Linked DNA regions of Sus scrofa: region 1 is linked to region 2. Evidence: chromatin contacts called from public Hi-C data. All regions are on one chromosome and are shown on one strand. The core of a region is the stretch at or near the end of the contact, and the rest is flanking DNA. Distances in the headings are between cores, read along the strand shown. Region 1 overlaps LOC106504205 (a long non-coding RNA gene). Region 2 overlaps LOC110255448 (a long non-coding RNA gene).

Region 1 (5,833 bases), core at 589-3,088, 450 kb after region 2:
TTGGCAGGGGCCAGAGACTAGGTTAGAATCTTTTTCAAATTTGGCTAATAGGGTGTTTGCACTAGACTGATGGAGAAAAAGAAACATGCTAGAATAATCATAAAGGGTGGAGCTGTCAAAAAAAATCTTTGACTCACTGGGTGCCTCCCTGTAACACCAAAATGAATCATTCCTAACGAGAAACATCAATTGTCTTAGCGTACTCCTACATGAGGTCCAGATTATGGGAATCAGATTGCACTCATCTTCAAGGAGGAAAGGTAGACAGAGAAGGAAATTTCCAGAGACCCTCCTAAACCTTTATATATTGGCAAGAATGGCTCAGCATGATTTTTCACATGCGAAGCTAGTCTGTCCCCATCTGTATGCACTCTGCTTACTAAGACATACAAATATGTAACTTATAAAAGTTTTGCTATGAACACATCATTTTCTCTATACAACTCAGCGATGTCTTTGGAGGATACTTATTTCAAGCAGTTAACACCTGACCCCAATTTCTGTGGGTAATTAGTGAGCTAGATAACCACACAAAGTGGGTAATTATTTAGTACCCAGGGGTACGCTAGAAGTGGGTAGTGGTTTTGTTAACAAAAGCACATCTCTAATTATTGTATCTATGATGGGTGTTTAAAAAATACCAGTTACTATATCAAGTGAGCCGTGATAAATAAGTGAACTATTTTGCTGTCCTTAGCGCAGATATATATATATATATATATATATATATATATATATATATATATGTTCTATCATGGTTAATAATATTTACTGCTCCTGGATAGAGTGTCATGAAGATTAACTAGTTAACATCTGTAAGACATTCAGAGATGAAATATGCTAAGGAGCTTCTAAATGCAGTATTATTATTGTTATTACTTTGTTGACTAATAATCCCAGGGTAGGGGAAGCTGAGGGAGATTTTGATTGGATGGAAAATATGCTGAGATCACAAATGTGATGAGTTTGATTACGGGGAGTGGTCTCTGACCTGACCGAGTCTAACACAGGCAGTGAGAAAAAAGACAGGTAGATGCTGTTGCCCTGACAGCCGCCTCAGGATGGATCAGAGGAGTGGGGTGAGAGGAGGAGGAGCAGAAGGCGGGAGTCGAGATGGGCTGGGAAGGAAGCTGAATCAGCGAGACCACACCCTTGTTCCGAAGTCTGTCTATCCTTGCCTTTGATGAGCAGCAAATAGGCACAAAACTCCCCAACGAAGACGTCCCTGCCAGTCCTGGGACAAATTCATCATAATTACAATCAATCAGCCAGTTATTTAGTGTTTATTCTGGAGAACCACCATCAGTACAATTTATTTTCACAAATGCAGACACAGTTCAAATATGACCATGTGGAGAAGAGGCGCACACAGATCAACTTCAGATATCTTTAACGCAGGCTATGAGAGGCGACGAAGGAGTGCTTTCTAATTCAATTGCTTTTATGACTCACCCCCAGGAGGGGAAGGAGATATATTATAAATTTTTGCTGAGGAAAAAAAGAGAGGGGAAAGAAAAGGAAAAAAAAAAAAAAAAGAAAAAGAAAGACCTATGCTTTCGGGGGTTCTAATTCTGAAGAGCAACCAAGCCTTGAAAACAAACAACAGCAAGAACTTACTGCTGCTTTCTCTGTGAACGTCCACCTCCTTGAGCCTGGTGTCTGGGGTCTGGCTGAGGCAGGACAGACAAGAGACTTCTGGGCTCCAAATCTTCAAGTAGGCTCACCACATTTTTTCTTTCAAAGCAAGGTTGTCTTGGGGATTAACCCCAGGAGTCTGGGAGATGTGAAGCATGGGGGGTGGTGAGGGAAGGTATGCAAAGATGCTGTACTCAGCCCAGTTCATGGTCTCTAGGGCATAGGAAAGGAAAGGGGCGCCGTAAGACAGCCAATAGGTACCACTGCTGAAACCCTTCCTGGAGAATGGCCTCTGAGACAGGTGCTGAAGCTGTGATCGGAGGCCTGTGGTGTGAGGACTGCATGTTCAGAGTTTGGGAGCAGAGGGAAATTTTCTCCAAAAGCCACCCAAGCCAGGCTTCTGACCTGAAGCCCAGTATTTGTCACCCCCTCTCTGAGCTCAGAACGACAAAAGCTGACTGGCATTCTCCAACCCGCCCAGCTCCTTTCAAACCCACAGACTGTGCCAGACTGGCCCCACCTCCCACTGCAGCAAATTCTCTAGGCCTGCTCCATGCTGAGCTGGAGGGAGCCAGATTTCCGCTTGAATTGCCCTACCTGGCCTTCCCCTCTGCCACTGCCCCAGCTCTTGGTTCTTGGCGGGGTTTCAAAGGCCCAATCAATGGCTTTCCCTCCCCCATCATTGTTTTTTAAACACCTCTAGTTCTCTCTGCCCTCAAGTTTTGTGCCTAAAATCTTTTTATGTCCTAGTTTCTCTCTCCTCTGGCCACCACCATGTCCTTTTTGGGGGGCCCTCTCATTGGACATTTTTTTTCCATATCAAAATATAGTCCTATCTCATGTCTTGGATTGAAAATTCAAAAGCTGCCGCTGGTGTCTCCCCCAGTACCACCCTTTTCTATCCACGTTTACACAGCCAGCGATCCTGGTCATCGCAGGGCACTTCCTGAAAACGCACCTAAAAAGAGCTGAAGCCAGGAGTTCCTGTTGTGGCTCAAGTGTTAATGAACCTGACTTGTATCCATGAGGACAAGGGTTTGATGCCTGGCCTTGCTCAGTGGGTTAAGGATCCGACATTGCCATGAGCTGTGGTGTATAGGTCACAGCTCAGATCCCACATTGCTGTGGCTGTGGTGTAGGCTGGCAGCTACAGCTCCAATTAGATCCCTAGCCTGGGAACCTCCATATGCCTCGGGTGTGGCCCTAATACTAATACTGCGGCCCTCAGTATTTTATGGATGCAAAGAATGAGGTTTGGAGTAGCTAGACTTGCCAGGCTCATGAGTGACACAGCTAGGATTTGAATGTAGGTCTGACACCATAAGCCTGGTGTTTTCATCATTCTTTTCTTTCATTGCTTGGCTCAGTGTAAACGATACTTTCTGTAGTGAGTCCTCGCCAACTAGTCAAGTTTCTCCTTCTTTGTATTTTGCATAGCACCCTATACTTTCGCTCAGCATTTATTCCTTTTTTTCACCTAAATTCATTTTATCCAATAAATATTTACTGAGTCCTTGACGATATGTCAGGCCTTATAGTAAGTGGTGTGACTTCCTTAGTGAGAGGATAGAAGATGCTGTGGTACTGGCCCTAATTAAATATTATGCTGTCTCCACCTCCAAACTCTAAGGCGAATGAAGACAAAGGCTTTGTTGTGGTAACTTTTCTATTCCCAGTACCCAGCACAGCGCCTGGCACATGGCAGGAGCTCACCAAGGAGATTTGAAATTAACTTTTACACTAATGTAAGTGGGATCTTGATAGTAACTTTTGGAGAGAGTGGGATTCATGTCAAAATAACCCTTGAAATAATACTCAGTAAAATGCCACATAAAAGTAGCATTTAATAAATGGTCAATTGCAGCCCATTGTCCATGACTATACCGGGTGAAGGTCCCACCTATACTCATGTTTTGTGTTTCTGAAAAATAGCCAATTGGTTTGTTTTGTCCATTCTAAGAGTTCCAAAGGTGTTTCATTTCTGTTTGAAGCCAGAAGAACTCTGAAATCTCACTGCTCTGGGGATTAGGAGGTAACATCAAGTGATTACATATCCAGGGTAACATGGCCATGAACTGTTCTGAGCTATGTGCAGGGAGAGAGGGCTCTTACACTCTAGAGGGTATGGGAAAGTCCAGATCTGAGATAAGCAACCCAGCTCAGATGCCCTCATTTCAGAAAAGGAGGTTGAGAAGCTAGAAGTAGTCCACGACCATTTGACCTAAAGGCTCCAGGGTTTCATAACATCTTCTAATAAAAAGATAATTCCTTCTTTTGCCTCAGGAAAGACTAGTGAAGTAGGTAGAAGTGGTGTCCCAGGTGGGCCAGCTTCTATGCTGGTCCTCATCCGAGGCAAGGGGAATAGGATGGCATGCAATCTGTCCTTTGACATGCATGTCCTGAGCTTAGACACCACCACTGAATTCGGTCCCAAATATGGGATGGTCTTCACTAGGCTGGAGTAATTCCAATTATATCAGCTCAGAACACAGTTTCTAAAGATGCATCCTTCGGGGCTGGTGTACCCCTCATGAGAAAGCCGGATGGTAAGAGTCTGTCTCCTCCAGCCCATAAACTCTAAATGTGCTTTAGACATGAACTAACTTTTCTTGGCAAGAGTCCCTCATCAAGTGACAAAAATACTCCTTGCTGTTCTTCCTAGGAAGACGAGGAAGAGGAAGCTGCGTTACAAGTTTGGTTAGCAATGCCCCTTTCCTAAAGCAATGAGACTTTGACCCACTCGGGAGCAGTGTCTGGTACAGGCAATCTGTAGTTCAAGTGGTCTCAAAAGGAGTATTCTTGCAGATTTTATACCTCAAACCCACACCAGCTCCAAGTATCTCAGGCTGAGGAATGTCAAGCCAACTACTTAGATTTTGGCCTCATGAAAAATTTTTTTTTTCTTTTTTGCTTTCCTTTGGCCTTTTAGGGGAAATCAATGGCAAGATAATCTTTCAGTACATATATTTAATAATATGTTTTGATATGAATATGTAAAATAATTCTGCTCCCTTCTTTATGCCTCATCAGGTGAATTTCAGAAGACTTTTTCTGGCTTCTAGCTTAACTCCCTAGAAGGGCTGTAGTTTAGCTGATGGACTCATATGGTTTGTGAAATTCTCTGAAAGGTAATCTACCATCCAGTGCCTTGAAGCCTGACTCAACCAATCTTTAGGAAGTACAATTCAGCAGCCTTTCCGACCTAGGAAGGTAAAAGAGAAAATCTTTCATTCCTGTTTAATAGTGGGTAAAATAAGAGACAGAGAGAGAAAACACCAAGGTCCTTCTAAAAGCTGAGATCCCCATTACCTGTGCACTAAGAGAAATGAACCCCACATTATAAAGATCGTTACTCCTGGATGATGTGTATCATCTAAAAGCAAAGTTCTGTTTTGGTCTAGATTCCCTACTATTCAGTCACCAGGTTTAGGCTAGCAAGCAGAGGCATATTTCCATCCCAGGGACTTTGGGAGATTGAGATTGCTGGGCTGAGTGTAGGTGACCAAGGATATTGGCTAGGAACTAGGTCTCGAGTTTGCCTGTCTTTCAGAGTAACTACTGCAAAGCCTGGAGGCCGTAAGAGAAAGGAGAGAGAGAGGGGAAGGGGAAGGCTTTGGAAGCCAAGCGTGTTCTTATCTCACGACATCATAGTGCCTAGAAGCACCTTTGCTGACCAAAGTCATGCTCTTTAGAAGATGGGGCCCCTTTCATCATGTTCTCCACCCCTGGATCTCTGAGTACTTTCCAGTATGCTATACTGTACTATACAGTTCTTTCTCCCATTAAAGGCGAGAGGTAGCCAGGGCCATGACCCATCATCAAGAAGAGATGGGATTATAATTCTGACCCGTCCGGGTTTCCAGTCAAATTCCTATACTGTCTCTTGCCTTTCCATTAATGGACATAAAGATAAGACACCCTCCTTCTTCACTTTCCGATGTTGCTGCCGATCTTTTAAAGCTATTTTATGTTCTAAAGGTTTGGGACAAGGAGAAGGGGAAGCAAGTATCCTCATATTGTTATTCCTGTTTCACAGCTGGGAACTGCAACCCTCCGTGGCTAAGTACATTTCCCCAAGAAGGTTCTTAGAGGACCAAGAATAGAATCTAGGTCTCTTAACCCAGCTCTGGTAGGAAAGATGAGCTAATATGAATGATCTGCCTCAAGTTCACCCAGAGTGAGTTTGTGTAAATCCAAG
Region 2 (5,399 bases), core at 49-2,548:
AAAAATGAAGCAGATAGATGGATTCCAGTCATATTATCAGACTTTCCTCTTTTGGGAACCTCCAAAGTAGGCAGCAGAGGGCTGAGGGTGTGTTCAGTAGATGCATGTAAGGGAGGTAAAGAGACTTAGTGAGATCAGCAAGCCTGGATCTTTTCATTTGACCAAAGCTCTTTCTCCTGTAGGTTAAGCCCTCACAACCTGTATTTTGTTGGGAAGCTCTGTTCATATCTCAGAATTTTGCTTCTTGCTCAGGGATCATGCCTGGCTGTTGAGCTTAGGATCCACCTAATTCAGATTTGGGGTGATAGGATGCAGTTTGGATGGTCCCCTGACAGTGTTTTCCTCTGGCAATGAGCTCCCCAGGAACTGGAGAGAAGGATTTAAGACTATAGAAATGGAGGTCAAGGCTCAAGCAGGGTGACTGAAACTAGCCATTTAGGGAATTAGACTACACAAGGGATGATTGGGGGATTCAAACTTCTCAGAATTGCACCCAAACACTGAGAAAAGGTCAATTGAGGGTCTGGAATCCCCTCACTCTTTCTAAACTCACAGCTGTCATTATCACTTGACATTAAACATACATTTTCCTCTGACATATTTGTATTGTTTTTAAAACTTTATGACAAATAGTTGTGCTGAGTGAGTGCCGGGCACCTTGCAGGCAGGCAGTAAATATTTGCTGAACATTGAAAAAAGGCAGTGGCTTGGCTGTCAGGATGGCTCCTGTTCAGAACCCACCCCCAGCCCTCCATTCATAGGAGGCTGGGTGGATTTCACGTTCAAGGCTTAATCCACCCTGGCCTGTCGGGAATGATCTCTGTGACTATTGGAACATTCTCACACATGCAGAGTGAAAGCCACCATAACAGGCAAGAGGGAAGGCTGGGAGAAGTGCAGCTGGGAATTTTCCGAGAGACACGGTGCTGTTTCTTTGTTCTGGTAGATTTCAGCCAGAAAGAACAGCAAATTTTACTGTCTGCAAACCACCAACGAGCTACTCTCCTCCCCCTTTACCTCCTTCCTTCTCAACCTGGGAATTCATTTGCTGCCTCCCTCTCCTCCTCCTCCTCTGCCCCAGAGCAGTCCCCAGGGACAAAGCTCTTTGTTGTGAACACTCCGAGGCAATACGGAATTGCACAGTCCCCAGGGCAAAATCAGGGCTATCCTCCAAGGCGAGTGATCACCGGGGCAGAGACCCCCGCTCCCCCCACCTGTTGATCTCCCCTCCTCTTGGGGTGAGTGGCAACCTGCATTGTGCTTGGGACGCAGGCGCTTCTACACCAGGCTCAGCAGATGGCGCTGGTGAGCAAACCCAGCCCTTCCCTCCCTCGCCCCTCCCCACCGCCAGAGCCTTGCTGGTCTAAAGCGAAAACAGATGTTTTCATCATTTCTGGATCTGGCATGTGACTTGCAGTTCAGCAGTGTGCCGACATAACCCAGAGTTGTGCGTTCTCTTCATCCCCCACAAAATAAAAATTCTTCCTTGAACGAGCCTTTCTCCTAAGTGAGCCACTAACACATGATCTGTTCAATCCAAGGGCACATGTTTCATCCGGCTCCAAGTGCAACTGCCTTTGTAGCCAGCCTTGGCTCTGTAATTGGGAGGTTGTCTTTTTTTTTTTTTCCCCCCAGAGCAAAGCTAGGGCGGCCAGACCAGCTATCTTTACACCGAGGGCTGGGGAGAGGTGCTAGCTTTTTAAAATAACCCTGGTCTGGCTGGCTGCGGAACGTGTGTGCGTGGGAGCCAGTGCGTTCTGAACAAAACAGGAAGGCCGGGGCGGCGCGCCCTGTTCCCTGCGCCCACGGCAGGTGGCAGCATCGGCCTGGCCTGGCCTCTGCCGCTGGCCGCCCCAAAGCTGGGCCCTTTTACTTTCGGTGGCCTCAAAATTATTAGTTCCAGATGAGTTCTTGCAATTGTAATATTTGGTTTAACCCAATCTGCCCGATTGCGTCAGCACGCGTTCAAATACAGCCGTCTGAAGTCTAACCAGACATCAGAGGCATGTTTCAGGGGGTGTCAACATTCCTTACGCTTTGAAAGAATTAGGGGGAAAAAAAAAAAACCCACACACAAAAAAAACCCCCAGAGTTTGATTTATCCCCCAAACGAAAGAAGGGTTAGCTGCCTGGGGCTGAAGTGCTGAGAGGGATGGAACAGGGGAAATTCAGGGAAGGCGTAACAATAGAACTTGTGGGTCAGAGTCTGCTAGAATGGAACTGGATTTATTTGTTGAACTAGGAAAGGACCTCTGGGCTCTTTGAAGGTTAGAGCAAATAAGCAAAACTGGTGGGCATTTGGTTTTCTAAGAGAAGAGCCCTTCAAGTCACGTAGCTGCTATTGTGAGACACAAAACACATGCTATCTGCCTGTGGCTGGACCTCTGCTTGCACTTGGCCTGGTGGCTCAGGAAGGGGGCTGAGAGGAGGGGCCTGTATTTTAACACAAGGCTTTGACGGGTAGCCCCAGCCTCCATGCTAAGGACACAGATGGGGGTTTCCTAAAGCTATCAGCTGAAGGCCCCAGTTAGAAAACGCAGGACGTCCTGAAGGCTTCTGGCCAGGGGCCTCAAGTGTCTTGTAAACAGCCCTGCTGCAGTTGGTCACTGCCACACCCTGGTGCCTTGATAGCTGGGAAACCAGGCACCCGCTCTGGAGGTCTCAGGTTTTACAGCAGAGGCTGAAGGACTCTCAGATCTCAGGAGCAGAGTAGCCCCATGTGCTAAGGCAGCCAAGGAATCCTGCTCCAATCACTGGAACCGAAAGGGTGTCATGCTTTCCTTAGAGGAGAGGGAGTAACCTGGTATTAGGAGACAGCCGCCCTCATTCGCTCCCCGTCCCTCTGCCTGCACCCCACTTTTAAATCTGTTCAGATCCTTCAAGCCCCTCTCTCAAGGGGACAGAGAGATTCCAGCCGGCCGGCCCCGGGAGGCTGGCCGTTTCCCTGCAGGTCTCTGGCTCGACATGCTGCTGATCAAAAGCCGGCACCCGCCTGGCAGATGCTTCATGTCCTGCGTGTTGGGGGCTGGTGGCTAGTGCTGGCGTCAGGCAGGCAGGCTGATCGGCCATCTTGTTAGATGTGGTTGGGACCCTGCTCCCCTCCTGCCTGCTCCAGTGGCCACTGCGCTGCCCGGATTAGACCCAGGAGGGGTGATGGGACCTCCATACAGTTGGCTGAACACTTCCAGAATATTTAGGGGTCCAAGCTGCTGGTCATTTTTCTCTCAGTTTGAAAAATGCACAGATTGCTGGGGAGATGCTGATTGTCAGTGGTCAGAGCCACACCTGGATCCCAGCAGTTGCTCAGCTTGGGGAAATCAGCCCAACAAGTGAGCATGATACTCATGATATTTTTTTCTGTTTTTTCTTTCTTTTTTTGGCTACTTTCCCTGCATGTGGAAGTTTCGGGCCAGGGATCGAACCCAGGGCTGCCATTACAGTCTGCATTGCAGCTGTGGCAACCCCAGATCCCTTACCACAGGAGAACTTCTATGGCATGCTGCTTTACCAGGTTTTTGTATATTTAAGGGTGGTTGAGAAATTCTGGTATTCCTCTCTACTGCCACACTACCTTTATTCCCTTCTGAGAATCAGCTTTTGGAGATTCTATGATCCAGGGATTCTCAGCCCTGGCTATTTAGGAATTGTCTGGACACTACCCCACAGATGTTGAAATCAGAACGGAAATGGAGTGGGAGATGGACATCATAATTTGAATCCCTAGTCTCCCCCAGGTGATTGTACTGTACATATGGAAATTAAAAAAAAAATCACTGTGATTCTATCCCAACTTCCTCATGGTACAAAAAGTTAAGGAGTCCAGCCAAGGTCTGAACTGCAGTTCAAGTGCAAGCCTGGAATTTCTCTGTTAAGACCGCTGGCTCCTCAGTGATGATTGAAGCTCTTCCTTCAATCACTGAGCCAGCCACCTCATCTCCACCTGCCACTTCCCCTGTTCAGTGAAACTCTCCAAGGATCACAAATCTGTGGCATGGTTGCCTCCAAGAAATTTGGAAAGAACAATTACTTCCTGAGGAGTTTTGCTGGTTTAAATAAATGCATATACTCAGTTGAAAATGAGAATTGCCCCCACCCAGAGGGCCCTCATTTATTGTTTATATTTCCAAATGGGATTTGTGCCTGCCAATGGCCATCATGTGATAAGTGCTCTGCGGTGACCTGTTTTTATGTGTGAGGCAAGTGGGCCCTGGAAAAGTTCAGTGTCCGGTTTAGAATTAAGTAGATGGTAAAGTGAACATGGAGCCATCCTATGTCTTAGCGGAGTGAGGCCCAGGGCTTTGCTCTTGCCAGCCTCCCTGGGACTGTTTAAGGTGCTCTTTGCTTCAGTCTTTCCCCACTGGGGACAACAAGCACCCTCTGAAATAACTCCATCCTGTGTGGGCAAGGAACAGTCACTGGCTCATCCTTTGAGGTGAGGTTTCGGAGACTAGGTTTGCCTTGAATACTTTGGGATCTGCGATGCCTGTAGGTTGAGTCAATGACCATAAGTCATGGGGAACAAGAGAGGCCAAGAGCCCAGATGTTGCTATAGCAGATAAGAATCAGGGTCAAAAGTTCACTGTGCGACCTTGAAGGAGAACTTGCATTTCTCTGAGCCTGAGTTCTCTCCCCTGGACATGACCTCCAAGGCCTCTTCTCATTCTGACATTCCATGAAAGGGCACGAGTCTCCACTCTTTGGGACCTCCCCATCCTCAGTTAAATGCAAGGGACCAGATTCTCCACTCTCCCTAAGTGAGTTATTCTAGAGCCATTTCCCCAGTGGCCCAAGGATTAGTTCAGGATGATGAAAGTGAAAGCGTGAAGATAAGCTGCCACAGGCAGACAATGACCTGGTCTCCTAACCAGTGCCTGGTGATTTTACTAAGCACACTTGAAAGTCCCTCTGGTAGAATTCTGTCTCTTCTTAGAGGAATTTCCCAGGGGTCTTGCATCACTGGGTTTCATTTGTCCATCCACCTGCTTCTTCCATCATTAAACATTTATTTCACTTTTTAAAGTTTTATTGAAGTATAGTTGATTTACAATGGTGTGATCATTTCTGCTGTACAACCAAGTGATTCAGTTATACACATACACATATCCATTCTTTTTCAGATTCTTTTCCCATAGAGGTTATCCCTATATAGGTTATCTCTGTGCTATACAGCAGGTCCCCACTGACCATCCATTCCATATACAGTAATGTGCACATGCCAATCCCAAACTCCTAGTCCATCCCTCCCCCTCATCACGGGTCCCCTTTGGTAACCATAAGTTTGTTTTTGAAGTCTGTGGGTCTGTTTCTGTTTTGTAAATAAGGTTATGGAGTTGCCATCGTGGCTCAGTGGAAATGAATCTGACTAGCATCCATGAGAATGCAAGTTCGATCCCTGACCT

What was found. Hi-C and Micro-C count contacts between places; a contact is called where the count stands out from the background.
Region 1: a Hi-C map of mesenteric adipose tissue shows a contact between it and region 2, with 2.7 times the contacts expected there. The contact joins two enhancer-like sites. A contact is called at or near these places in 1 of 5 promoter capture datasets (fetal skeletal muscle), 20 of 47 Hi-C or Micro-C datasets (alveolar macrophages, brain, embryonic fibroblasts and 13 more) and 1 of 2 datasets of contacts at active chromatin or transcription factors (skeletal muscle).

What each region holds. Positions count from the first base shown.
Region 1 is chr9:49,113,158-49,118,990 of Sscrofa11.1, forward strand. It overlaps LOC106504205 (a long non-coding RNA gene), which reads right to left. Exons shown (of 2, transcript XR_002335697.1): 1 at 1-5,833. Among named protein-coding and RNA genes, the nearest start is that of MIR125B-1, 6.6 kb to the left of the region's middle. Within about 2 kb of position 1,839, at least 13 of the 83 cell types and tissues checked have an H3K27ac peak or open chromatin away from gene starts, as enhancers often do. A contact at or near this core is called in fetal liver, mesenteric adipose tissue and omental adipose tissue, where this site is marked.
Region 2 is chr9:48,665,688-48,671,086 of Sscrofa11.1, forward strand. All of the region lies in intron 1 of LOC110255448 (a long non-coding RNA gene), which reads left to right. Among named protein-coding and RNA genes, the nearest start is that of SORL1, 230 kb to the left of the region's middle. Within about 2 kb of position 1,299, at least 57 of the 83 cell types and tissues checked have an H3K27ac peak or open chromatin away from gene starts, as enhancers often do. A contact at or near this core is called in fetal liver, mesenteric adipose tissue and omental adipose tissue, where this site is marked.